Linked DNA regions of Anas platyrhynchos: region 1 is linked to region 2. The links are chromatin contacts, called in public Hi-C maps. All regions are on one chromosome and are shown on one strand. Each heading gives the region's core, a stretch centred on a gene start, on an enhancer-like site or on the middle of the called end of the contact. The rest is flanking DNA. Distances are from core to core; before and after follow the strand shown. Region 1 overlaps CAMTA1 (calmodulin binding transcription activator 1). Region 2 overlaps CAMTA1 (calmodulin binding transcription activator 1).

The links. A called contact is a pair of places that touch in the nucleus more often than the background predicts.
Region 1: a contact with region 2 is called in a Hi-C map of skeletal muscle, with 2.0 times the contacts expected there. The contact joins two enhancer-like sites. A contact is called at or near these places in 2 of 8 Hi-C or Micro-C datasets (liver and skeletal muscle).

Annotation. Positions count from the first base shown.
Region 1 is chr22:2,230,763-2,237,898 of IASCAAS_PekinDuck_T2T, reverse strand. CAMTA1 (calmodulin binding transcription activator 1) reads right to left here. Exons shown (of 23, transcript XM_038166528.2): 8 at 3,560-3,700; 9 at 1-1,300. Among named protein-coding and RNA genes, the nearest start is that of VAMP3, 52 kb to the left of the region's middle. Within about 2 kb of position 2,673, at least 1 of the 8 cell types and tissues checked has an H3K27ac peak or open chromatin away from gene starts, as enhancers often do.
Region 2 is chr22:2,003,232-2,009,624 of IASCAAS_PekinDuck_T2T, reverse strand. The region is part of intron 3 of CAMTA1 (calmodulin binding transcription activator 1); the gene reads right to left. Among named protein-coding and RNA genes, the nearest start is that of CAMTA1, 46 kb to the right of the region's middle. Within about 2 kb of position 4,959, at least 2 of the 8 cell types and tissues checked have an H3K27ac peak or open chromatin away from gene starts, as enhancers often do.

The sequences.
Region 1 (7,136 bases), core at 1,424-3,923, 230 kb before region 2:
TCTGCCTGCTGGGAGGTCTCCATGGGAACTTCAGCTTCTGCAGTCATAGCCTGGAAGTTTGCTTGGAACTGCATGAGCTGGAGAGAAGAGGTGGACTCTATTCTGGTTTCCACTGTGCCATTACAGTTGGAAGTGGTTTGGGATGAGGACTCTGTTTTCACACTGGGGATTCCTAACGTGCTCACAAATGAACCACTTGTGTCATTCAAGTTGTTGTGGGTGTTTTGCTCAAGGGGAAGAGGTTTGCTGGCATCCTGCAGAAAGAAGCTGGGGGAAGGGGTCTGATGAACGTGAGGGCTCTGGACTGTCTGATTGAAGCTCGAAGAATAGTCCTTGTTGGAGTCAATGGCACTGAAGTCCATCTGCTCCAAGGTGGTACTTGGGCTCAGACCTCCTCCAGATGGAAGCAAACCTGAACCAGTGGTGAGGGTGAGAGTGTTAGATGCAGAAGTGGAGGAAAATGCTTCTTTGGACATCTGTTGTTCAAAAGATGTGTCCTCAGTTTTTATTTCTTTCGTGAGGGTCGTATTGAAGTTGAAGCTACGTTCTGTTGTGGGTGACTGCCTTATGTTGGTACTGATGCTGTCACCTTTCATACCTCCTCCACCATAAGTCTGCCCTTGCTTGGGATTATTAAGAAAACAGTCTGGGTCAAAATTCATGGTGGTTTCTGGAATTTTTCTATTTCCTTCTAAAGTTGTGGAGAGCACAAGTTCCTCGGAGACAGTGCTGGGTAGCATCGACAAGCCCTCTGAACTGCCTGTTGTTGGAAAAGCAAATTTGTGTCCATCTGAACTCACGGCAAGTACCAGCCCTTGTGCAGCTGCATCTGAGGACAGAAGGTGTTGATTTGGGCCAGAGGTGGGTGACATGGTATACACAGCTTCACTGGTGACTTCTGACATAAATACTGTGGCACTTTGTGACAGGCTTCCCATAACTGATGCTACAGCCATACTGGACACACCAGTGACTGCTGGGCTATCTGCCATATCTGGGTCGCTATTTAATCCACTGCTGATGGACACAGGAGAATTCTGGGTCGTGTCAGGGACTTCCACCTGGTTGGTGGAAGAAACCTCAGTACTGTTTTGATGGAGCAACACTGGTTTCGCCACTTTGCCATTCCTCTTCTCTCGGCTGGAGGCCTTGCCATGACTGTGCTCGTTCTTGCCTTCAGAGACATCGTTATTTTGTACCTCTGAATGAGCGCTGTACCCACCTGTCCTTGGTTCGACCTTTGGTGATATGATGCGATGTTTGGCACTGTTACACTTGTGATGCACACTGCTTCCTGCCCCTGTGCCAGAAAACAACATTTGTCATTCAGTAAGTAAAAAATTAAAAAAGATGCTAGGTGTGTATCTTATGGCTGTAGCAAAGGAAAGATATAGGTGCATGTGAGAGAGAAAAAGCGAGCGGAAGAGACACCTTGAGAGTAAAACTAATTTCTTGCTAGTGTCAGACTTAGAGCACATTTCCATGTAATGCATAGATCTGTGTGCAAGACAGCAACCTCAAAACACGCCCATGAGCATGATTCCCCTCACCACACATAGCACCTATCTCCCTACCTCCTCCCTGCCCTAACCAGACGACACATGAAAGGAATCAGCATCTGTGACAAGTTTCAGACCTATTTAAACACGTGCCTGATCTCAGTGCAAAGCCTGCAAAGCAAGGACTGCTGCTGTCAGCTATGGCAGAAGAAGCCCTGTTCCATTTGCATCACAGACAAGACCTCTACCCCCTGTGACACAGCCACTCCGCTCCTCACACTGGCTGATGTCAGATGGTTTGACAACCACTCATGTGGGTTTGACACTGACTGGTAATCTGGAGGTGACAGATGCTATATTGTGCTCCTGTCCCTGACATCACCCTACTGCCTAGATTGCAACCCTTGTTCTCTTGTCATCATTGTGTCCATTACAGATGCCAATCAAATTATTAAAGAAAAAGTACATTAGCCAGCACAAAGAATGCTTTCCCTCCCATAAGGATGGTGATGTGTTTCTCTTATTCTAAGTGGTCTGTATGCTGACAAATAAACATTTAGTACTTTGAGAGGTCACACAGAGCATGATTAGTGTCAGAGAGGCTGAAGAACGCTTAAGTAAAGGTCACCAGAAGACAACTCTCTGTGGGAGTTCAGCCACTGCCTTTACGAGTCTGGCAGAAGATGAACATCACCTGAGTTTCTAGGAGATCGGAAATCAGCTATGGAAAGTAAACAATTCTCTCTGCATAGGCATCCTAACCACGAACTCTGGTGCAAGGACTGCATTTGTTGTTTAAAGAAGAGCCCAGAAATTTTTGATGTATGTTTCTTTAATTGATTCATTCTTCCTAGAATGAGGTAAGAACATTATTTATTGTACTATACAATGACTAATGAGGAAAAGAAACCTCCTCCTTGTAGCTAATGGCTACAATTATAAATGCCATCTTCTGGGTAACACAAAGTGTTTGCATAGCCACTGTAATTTGCCAAATCTTCTGTTCCTTGCCCTTGAAGGGGAACTTCTCTGTTATGTGTTCAAGATTTGAATCAGGTCATTTAAAGTAGTCCAGGACAGTGCTTTTGAGACTAGATGCAGTATTATATCTCTCTATTCTCCTAGGTATAGAGATGAACAGGACAAGGAAAAGGCTTTCACACTGCAGTCTTTGTGTATGACTGTAAGGAATTGGGAATGCATGTGTCAGTGTGCCGGCTGTTACAAAACAAAGTGATATTGTTATGTTAAAAAACATGCAGCAGACTTAGCAGAAGACAAAACATCAAAGGGAAGCATAAAAGAATTCATGTTCAGATCTTCAAGCCTGGATCAAATACTGAGCTTTAAGGCTTGCATTTTAATCCAAACCCAGGTATTTCAGAGGTCATCATTCTTACTTAAAATCTTGATTGTATAACACAACTGCCCAAAAATGAAGAAGAAAATAAACCCTTTGAAGCATAGACAGCTTTCCTTTACAAAGTTCTCTGAAGACTAATTAATACTAATTAATATATGATATATATTACTTGACCAAAGTAATTGGAAGGGGTGGTTATAAAGTAGATGAGATGAAAAAATGACTCATTTAGCTTTCCACTTGATGCGTAAAGATCTAATACTAAGGATGTTGTTTCTTGATCTCTTCTCACTCAAAACAAAACCATCTTCTTTAACAGGAAAGAAATCTGTGTCTTCATGGTAACTAAGTAAAACCTGTCTTTTTCTAGTGATACCTTGCAATTAACCACCTGAGCCCATTTTCTCCAACAAAGCAGCTGCAGGGCAAGGATTTCAGAGGGTGAGATTGGCAGAACATCAAATTTTGAGGCTCTGGTAACAAAAGCTGAGCATGTAGAAGAGAACAGCTTTCTGAGTAGGTCACATATGGAGGGCATTTATTAGAACTTGCACATTACCAAGTGTTTGCATTCTTTACAGAAATTCCAGTTGCATGATTACTCCATGGTACAGTATTTTTAGCATTTTAGTACTACAAACCCTAATCCAAGTCTGGATTAAGCTGAAAGCATTTTGTACCCTCTCAGTGTACTCACCCAAGGTACCAGTGCAAAGACAGTTGTGTGTCCGAGGCTGTGGTTTGGTCTGGTGACTGTCGAGGATCTGCTGCACAAGCTGTTCCACTGAGAACCCTGAACTGCTGTTTCCATTGCTGCATGTCCACTTAATGCCATGAACTGTGAAGAGAACAGCAAGACTTCTCATCAAAAACTTTCCAGAAAACATCAAAAATCAACCTTTATTATCATCTGCTTATTATCTGTTATTATGTGTAAGTTTTACTTTATACATGCTTCTTGCTTCAGTTCCTCCACTCACATTTATTTTATTATTCTAGGTACATTAATCTGTCACATACGATGTTATGTTTAGTAAGAAACGTTCAAATAGCAATTTTGCAACAATACATTGAAAGTGCTATTAAAATGCACTAAAGTATCTCTGATCTGTAATTACTACTGAGAAACTTTGTACTAAGCTATTTCTGGTTACTTCAGAAATGTTTTGCTCTAGAGGTGAGCTCAGATACACGCTGCCACACACAGAAAGTGTATTTTACAGCAGTATGGTGGAGTTTGCTCCCTACCGTTAATAAATCCAGCGATGAGCACTGTATTATAGTGGGCAAGTCTGGTAGGTGAATCATCTCATGGTTTGTGTATTCATGATGGTTCTCATTAAGTCAGAATCCAGCTATGAGCTGGAAGCTAAGAAGTCACGGACAGCCTTATGGCTGGATGCTTATACCTACCACGTATATTATTTTCAGGTCCTTCCAGCATAACAAAGTTCCATCATGGATCTATTGCAAAAAGCAGCCAGAAGCCAAAGCTTTGGATTCTCTTTAACATGTCTGTAGCATTTACAAATTAGGTCTCCGAACGCTGGGTTTTCTTGGGAACACCCTATTCTCTACTTCGTCTTTTTCATGGTCTTTACATTGTCACATCTGGAAGCTACGGCTATTTTGGGGATGCATTTCTTACTGATCTTCCTGGCTGCATGTTCTTGGCAGTTTGAGGCAGCAATGTAGTTTCAAGTTCATGAAATCCGCATTGAGATGGTGCGCTTAGGAAAGGTCCTTCTCTAGCCTTGCTCTGGCTGATTCAGAAAGACTCCAGCTTCTGTTCATGTGGCATGACTATTTTTTTTTTTTTTTAGTGCTTATACTCCCTCTCTGTATGTTGTGAAGGTTACAAAATAAAAAAAAAAACAACAGTGAAGGGTGATAGACTGAAAAATAAGAATGTCTGGATGCTTAATGCAAATTATTCACTATCTTAGCACATTCAACATGCAGATTTTCTCCCTCCCCCTTTTAAAGAAAAACTCCTGTGAGTAGGTGAGTTGTTAGTAACAAATATCAAATACTATCAAGACAGCTTTTAACATGTCATGCTTGGCTTCCTAACACATAAATGAATCACCAAAAAAGGAGATCTCTAGAGGGAAGAAAGTGCATTATGAAAAAAAGATGAACAAAAAGTAGACGTATACACTCCTCCTGTTTCTTAGTGGCTCAAAAAGTGAGACTGCTGTAGAAGTATGCTGGATTAAATATAGTCCTAATGTAAGGACATGAAGGAAAAAAAGATTAAAACTTAAAGTAAATTCTGGGAAATATTTTAATTCTAATTTCTCTTCAGATTGCTTAGGAGATTTATTTACTTATACCTTTCCTTATAATTTAGATGAAAGCTGTGAAGCACTCCAACACTTTCCTTTCTACCATGAATTGGTCTAAAAGCTGCTGCATTATAGCAGCAAAATATTCCTTGCCATGCACCCTCTGCACAGTGCCTGTAGAACGAAGGCAGTGGAACCAGGGAAAATTACTGGTATTTCACTGGGTATTTAAAGAAGAGATGTGAGGCTGGAAGAAGGTCCACAATTCATGTTGCTAATACTGCTCCTAGCAGAACTACCTCCAACTTTGTTCTGTGAGAACTGGCTCACACCTTCCCTTGATTTCCTCCCTTCTGAAGAGAATCAAAATAACCTCCCTGTATTGATTCAGTGGCTCCCCATTCATTAACACTGTCAGGACCTTCTCAACGATCATTAGCAAAGGATTAAAAAGTTATCTAGATTACCAGCAAGAAGTCAGCTCAAAAGCCAAAGAAAGCTTACAGGTAGAAAAATATGATTGCCCAGGTTTCTTATGGTATCCTGGCTGTTTTTGACTTCTTCCACTGCTGTTGGTGCTCAGTCCTCCCCAGTAACCAGATCTACAATCCTTGTTTCACTCTTAGCCATTCTTTAAAGAGAAGTCTTTCTTCCAGAATGAAACCTTTCCTAGAAAGTTTGCTCAGATGCAACTGCAACCTGATAATTTAATAGCAAATGGGAAGTACATGTGGTTGAATTATGCTTAGAGAGAACCAGTGGGACATTACTCTTCTGAAGCTCAAAATGAAACGTCCACAAATTTTATTTACAACTAACAGCATTTTTATGCACAGCCACCTGAAGTTCACGACTACTCACACATGAAAGAACAGTGCTGAACCAAACTCCCTTACACTGTTCTCATAAGCTATCTGTGACACTCACCTATAATAAAAAGTAGATCACATTATGAGTTCTTGCCTTTGACAATGTTAATCAGGACAAAGATACTATCACTGGGCCATTCCCTTCTGCAATACTCAAAATTTCTGATCTGATTTGCTAAATGGCCCCATTATTGAGTTCCAGAATTGCATGTAGCATAATAAAAGTGTAAAGGTGCTTGTTCCTGACTGTATTTCAATTTAGTACCTAAAGCTCAATTGGCAGGGACAGAACGAAGAGTCCTACGCTTACTGCAGCTCAGAGGAAGTGAAAACAGCTGTAACTACAGGTCAGGTACGTCACTGCTGGCCAGACTTTGTTTCTATTAGCAGCCAGTTACCTTCTCTGTCTGCTTCTCAGGTATACAGTTCAAGGGCATCCTTCACAGAATGCCAGGGTTGCATTTGGAAGGGAAATAAGCGTGGTATTACACTTCGCTCTGCACCCTGAAGGAGAGCAATTTGATGCGGGGAAATTGAGTCAAGACAGTTTAGATCTTTTTGACTGTCACGAATGGCAGCAGATGTTTTAACACGCACTGCTCACAGAGCCAACAGGCTACAGAGCATGCAAACCTCACCTAAGTTACACGTCTCCCGCTTCTTTCCCAGGACTCTCTTTAAAACATGTTTTACATGAAACTTTTCCCCACAGCAAAGCACAGCCTGCCAGGAGCCCCAGGCTCCTGCTGTTAAAAAAAAACAAACAGCAAAAAGCTGCGTGGTTCAGGAAGGCCAGACGGCTGGTACTGACAGAGATGCCCTTGCATCTCTTCTCACAGCCACCGCGTGCTTACTGCCCATCATTATTATCCTCTGCCCTGCCTTCTGTCCAACAATCTGAACAGTTAATCAACGTGAACTATTTCTGTGTGCTCCTTTCTGCTGCCGAGCCCCAGCACTCACAGGGCGCTCACCGGCCAGCGAGGGCCGTGCCTCCGAGCCATTGACGGCACCACAGGCAGGACCACCGCGGCCGCCATGAGCCTCATGATAGCAGAGCGAGCGTCTGAGGGTTTTAAAAGCCTCTTCTGACTACGAACGAGAAGCCCAGCACGCC
Region 2 (6,393 bases), core at 3,710-6,209:
CAGGAGATTGATGCTGCAGAATTTTTACAGCTCAATTCAAAGATTCCTCACTCATTCATAAAAACCTGCCAGAGAAACGCCTGAGCTAGAACAAGCCCCAGGCCTCGTCCCCTGCCCTCAGCAGCCGCTGGCTGCGTGCGCTGAGCAGTGCCCAGCACCAGCCCCCTGCTGCTCTGCACCACGCCGATGTGAAGACCCAAAGCCAACGGGAAAAGGGTTTCTGTAAAGGAGGATATCATCTGAATCGGGATCTCACTCTTTTGTCTGCAATTAGCCTGAATGCAAGATGCTTCTCGTTTTGGTTAAGCAAACCCTGCTGGAATCACACCACGACACTGCTGCCAACCCTTCCCCTGCCCCTGCTGCTCTCCGGCTCCAGCTGCAGCCTGTGCCCAAACCCACCCACCTGTACAGGTGCTGCCTTCAGCTAAGCCAAACTCTGCTTTTTTTCCTTTAAAATACAACCCTAACCCCAATAAAATCCACTCAGCTGGTCTGCAGGAAGAAAAGCACCAAATTTAACAGCTTCCTCACCCTCTCCAGCAAGTCAAAGTCTTGTCCATCCCGTGACATGGGATTTTCAGAAGAGACTTCTCCAAAATAACACAAATGGCCCATCCACAGAGCTGCCAGACCCACGCGTGGTGCTGGGCACTGCTGGAGGATTAACGAGCATCACAGCAGGCTGCAGCAGCCGTGGCCATGGAACAAGCAGGTTTAAATGGCCCAAAGCCTTTGGAGCTGATGTGGATTTCGGCACGTGAGGGCAGCGCAGGGTTTCCTCTCAGCTGCCCTACAAGGGCAGAGCAGAGCAAACGCCTGACATTAACCACACCACATTTCACCTGGACAAACAAGGCACGATATTCTAAAAGATGGGGATTTTTTTCCTTGAAGGCAGTAAAGCTGGCTGCCATTTTCTTCTGATTTTGAATGAAACTTTTCAGGTATCTGTCCCACACCACCAAAATTACAGCAATGCAGAGAACACCCCCCTCCCCCTTTGCTATTTGAAATAATCATCTTGTTTTACCTTCCTTCATCCAAATACATCAATTAAAAATGCATCACTCTAATTTATACGACAAAGATTACTGGCAAGGTTATTACACTGCCGGCAGTAACTCCAGCCTAACCTCATTTTCTGTATCAGTGGGGTAGAACAAGTCTAAAATGGAACCATTTTATTTTGCTCTGTGTTCTGCACCCTACAGCGACTTGTCATTTTATTTAAGGTCAAAAAAGGATTTCTGCCCATTATGTTGGTAGTAACAAAAAGCCAGAAAAAAGAAATTTCCAAACTTTTCCCCCATTTCCCTTTTACAAAAAAATAACAAGTATTAAACAGATACGAGCTCACAGCAGAACTGAAGGACCTGGAAGCAGCCCTGGTTTTATGCTGCACGTGCAGAGCAGAACGAAGCGGTCGGAGGGAAGAAGGGCAGCTACAGGCACCCATGGCCAGGGTGTCCTGGGCCTTCATCAGTGGATGCTGACATCCTCCTTGCCCCTGGGAGGCACGTGCCAGCCTCTTAACCCAGCGACAAAACCTTCCCTTGGAGAACGATGCGACGTTATCTGAACTATCCCAGCACCCTCAGTACAGCCAGCAGGGATAAAAACTCGGACTTACTGCACAGAACATGCATTAGGGCAGAGATAATACGATAAAAATTAAAGGACCAAGCGAACTGTTTGCCTGGCTCATCCCCACGGCTTGCACCTTTGCCTTCTCAGCACAGTGACGACCTTCCCCACGATGGAGAGGGCTGGCTGCCCTGACGACCTGCCCATGACTGCTGAAGACGAAGCCACGGGAGGTGGAAGGCAGCTTGGCTGTGATGCTGGAGCTCTTGCATCCCAGCATCCCTGTGTTCAGGGATTTCGGGAAGGATCACCAGCTGTAACATAAGCCTGTGCTGAGCACCTCCGGGACCTGGACCATCCCAAATTAACTCAGACCGGTGACAGCAGAGAGAGCAAGAAGAGAATCAAAAATACTGAAGCAAAATCATCCTCCAGATTTTTACTACAAAGCGTACGAGAACTCAGTGTGTGATGACTGAAGCTTGCCAGATGTACCGAGCTATTTATAACACGAGCACTTACATAATTAGAGCTTGACAAGCCTGAGCATCACAGCACTTTATTTATCCAGACAAACCTATATTAATGCTCTATCTTTAAATGGTAGAAATCTGGCAAATATTTAACTAAGCGCTAAATTCAGTGGTTACACCTCTTTGAATTTGGGTGTTCGGGCTGGTTCTGCATTGAGAATGACAAAGCTCACACGTTTAGATACACTCTGAATTATCAGTCTGAGCTCAGGCACCACCCCAGTACCAAATCCCCGTCTGGAGGAAGGACCAGGACAGCTCCCATGTGGCCACGAGGTCAGGCTGCTCCTGCCTTTGTCACCGCAGCTGACACGAGCAGCTTTAGTTTGTACCTGAGGCTTCTACTGAGGGATCACAACTGAGCAGTGCTGTGATCCCCATCCTCCACAGCTCTACCACCCCGAGCCACAACCTGGCATCGAGATCCCACGAGCTGAGCCCTTCCCAGGAGGAGCCAGGTGCTGCTGGACCCGGTGCCAGGCTGCTCGCGGTGGCATTAATGCCATGAGATGATCCCAAGTGCACAGCCTTGACCCGAGGAACAAGTGGCAGCACCGGGCGGATCGTGCCACATCGTGCCCAGCTCAGCCTGAGCTTCATCACCACCTAAACTAAGACATAGACACGTAATTTCTGTCTAGAAAACGTCGCTACTTGAAACGGAACGCTTAGAACATCTCTCAGATGGCTGATAACATTTTGTTTAAACAAAGGAATGTTTTCATTTTATTATAAATGCTCCCATGGATTAAAGATTTGGATGCAACAGCAAAGCAAGATAAACATTTACTTTCTATTAAAACATCTAAATGAGAAGATTAAAAACTGTTTTACATCTAACAGCAAGGCAAAGTCAAATCTGCACAGTAGCAGCTTAACTGGTATTTAAAGCCAAAGAGTTCTGATGTTGAGAGGTAATCAATTTAAGGGAGGAGGGATTTCTTAAAATTACCCATAAATCAAGAAAAAACACACACATACATTTGAAAAAGTCTTTCAATTATGCCTCCCAAAGAACTCCTTCCAAAGCCTTTTTGCTGCCAAGCCAAATAGGCTTTCTTTAGAAGACAGCTTTTGCCCCAGATTTCCTGGTAAAGTATTTTCACAGAATATTACTCTGTTCAGCATGTTACATGCTTTTTATTATTATTATTATTTTATTTGTTTGTTTAAGGCTGCAGTTGGAAGAGATCCTATAAAACACATCAAGGTCTTAACAACTGTATTTACCAGCAGCTACTGGAAGCAACATTGGTTAAAGGACACAGAGGTGATGCAGGTGAGAGCTGATCTAAGACTTTATGCTTATTTTCTAAGGTCCAAATACAGGCTACTTTTAAACCACAACACCAAAGTACAACTAGTTACTGCTGAGCCACAATTCCTCTGTGAAGCAGAAATCTAATTTTACAAAATCAAAACCCAAGTCTATTTGCAATAACATGTGGCCAATTTAACATATACAAACATACCAGAACCACTCAGTTTTATTCCTGCAATGAGGCAGGGCTTAAACACTGCTACCAGGCACCAGCCTTCAGCATTATTCATTAGGTGAGCTTCATGGTTATGTCCCACCAAAAGATTTAGATGATGCAATTTAATAGTAGTGCCAAAAAAACACGGCAATATAAAGCATCCTATCTGCTGAATACACTCTTCCATCCAAAAATGTGACATCTCAAAAAGCATGCCTAGTAACACTAACAAGGCCATTAGTGAATTCTCTTAGGGACCTGCACAGAACATACATGGATTTGTGGTGGCAAGTTTAAGAATGATGTATTCTTATTTAATGACTAGTAGATCAAGGGGAAAAAAAAAAACGAATAAAGCTTTACCAGTTTCATCTCATTGCCATTAAAAGAAAGGATCAGGATACCCATACTCTGTATAAGAAAAATGGATTTAATCCCCCAATTTTTTTTAGTGGTCTTCCTAAAAATAAATCCCTTTTAGTTATAAACCTCAGTTTAAAAAGCTTTAAAGAAAATGTGAAAAAGAGGGGGGGTGGGGGAGGGGAATGGAAACGAGAGGTAAACGAGCACTGTCCCTAACTCCCCCTGGATTTCTGTTGCTTTTTGTCGTGTTTTTCTTTCTAAACTATCATATTTATTTTCTGTTGGAAGCAGCAACCTAAGCAGCAGAATCTAGAAAGCAGAATATGGGAAATGCTATTCACTGGCTGTTGAAGTATAAGGTTTTGGAACAAGCACATACAATTCATCTAAATCATTTTTAAGAAAATTTGTACAGCTAAGAAGTAAAGAGAGCTCCCGTTCCTTTTAACCAGCCCTTCCCATCACGCTACATGAAGTTGTCTAATTTACAAAAGTATTTTAGGAAAGAAATGAGAGGTTCTACTTAGAACTAAATGGATTTTACAGCTTATGTGGATTGAATATTCTACAAACAGATGGGAAAGAAGACGAGCAGCTACGAGGCTTGTTGGTGACAAAATAGGAGACCTTACGGCCACCGATGAGTCTCACGTGAAGGATCCCAGTAACCACTGTAAGTGGGCAGCGTGGAACAAGAGGGATGCTTTGCCAGTCGCTGCTGGCTCGGTGCTGTGCCACCCAGTCCTCGGCCTGCACACAGCCCCTGCACCTCCACGGGGGAACCGATGCTCACCGGCTCCGCACTGCGCCTGCCGGCACCAGCAGCAGCGCTGCTGCAAACGGGCACGAGCGCTGCATCCCTCTCCAGCTCGTTCCCTAAAGCCAATTCATGCACTGTACTTACTGGAACAACACGGCTTTTGCTCGCCTCTAACACAATCCTCTCCTCCAAGACACCGATCTTCCCTGCGCGCTCTGCACGTTCGTGCCTTCGCAGCACCCTCCTGTGGGGATTCCGCGGCCGTGCAGAGGCGGGGGCAGCTGGCAGCTCCCGCAGCACCCGTGGGTGGGCACGGCGGCTGGCCGAGCCACCGCTGGCGAGCAGAAGCCACCCTGGCTGTTTCGCTGAGGTCTGTAGCTGTTACCGAGACGGGCTGTGCTGGTGTTTGAACATCTGCTCCGAAAAGCTGGGTGGTTGGGAAGAAGTTGTTTTGGAATCTCACATCCTTCATCGCTTTCCTTTTCAGGGTGTCTCTGTGTTTTAGTTCAGGGACTTGGGAACATGTTTATCGTAAGCTACAGTGATTTGATGTAACGTTTTGCCACTGCAATAAAAATCAGACAGTTCACTAATTTTTAAGAGGAAGATTTCAGGAAGACTTAATGCGATCGAGCGTTTAAGTTTTAGAAAAACGGTCCAAGTTTACACCTGCTGTTTAACAGTATCGACCCCTATTAAGATACAGAATCTCAGTAGGTACAGTACACTTTTCCACTTTCTGCAAGAACCATTTAAAATTAGAACTGAGTAAATCTCAAATCCGAATTATTGATTACCCTTTAGATTAGGCAGTACCTCGCTGTGCCTCGCCGTACAGGACCTGCAGAACGCACATAGATCAAGGCACTTGAACAACCTATCGTGTTTATATGGCCTTCTCCACTTCTGAAGCATTTGACACTAAATTAATTAATCTTAATACATGATGCTTCTACAGGAATGAACCAGGCATTTGGTTTCCCAAATAAACATAGGATTTTAAAATCAGGTAATCTAACATGAGTATTTGCTTAAGTGACGAACGCTGTTGCACACAAAGGAGGAAAAACAGAATAACAGAAAGCTATCAGAAACCTATGTGATGTTTTAGACACTTTAAGATGTGTCTGAGTGACTGTGGGAAGAGTATTGCCTCATTTTCTTCTACTTTCAGCTAATAAGGCAGGTTATTTTCACAAACTTATTATTTCTTAATGACTTTTCATTGATTTATTTGGAATCATACCTGTCACTGAAACCCGTGAATATTTGGTCACAGAAAAACACGTGCCCAGTGATTACAGACAGCAGCTATACAGCAATCCCTACAGTTTAACTTTTTTTTTTTTTTTTTTTTTAAAAACCTGCCATTGTATTTGATGAAAAACTCAATTGGAAGACTATTGCTAATATCATCTTCTCCAGCCTGCCTAGATTTGTGTGTGCTGGTATTTCCCATGACCTGATTTCACCCCATCAGCCCTTACATCTAAGCTGCAGAACAAGAAGTAAGATAGCAATGAAACAGTATTTGTGAATGAGTGAGAAGAGCTGCTTCAGGGATAAATACACTCCCACACTAGGATGTAACAGAAGTCATGCTGAAGTTAACATTAATTAAAAATTGCCTTTACAGTCCTGTAAAGCCTTTTCCAAGTATTTGTTACTGGAC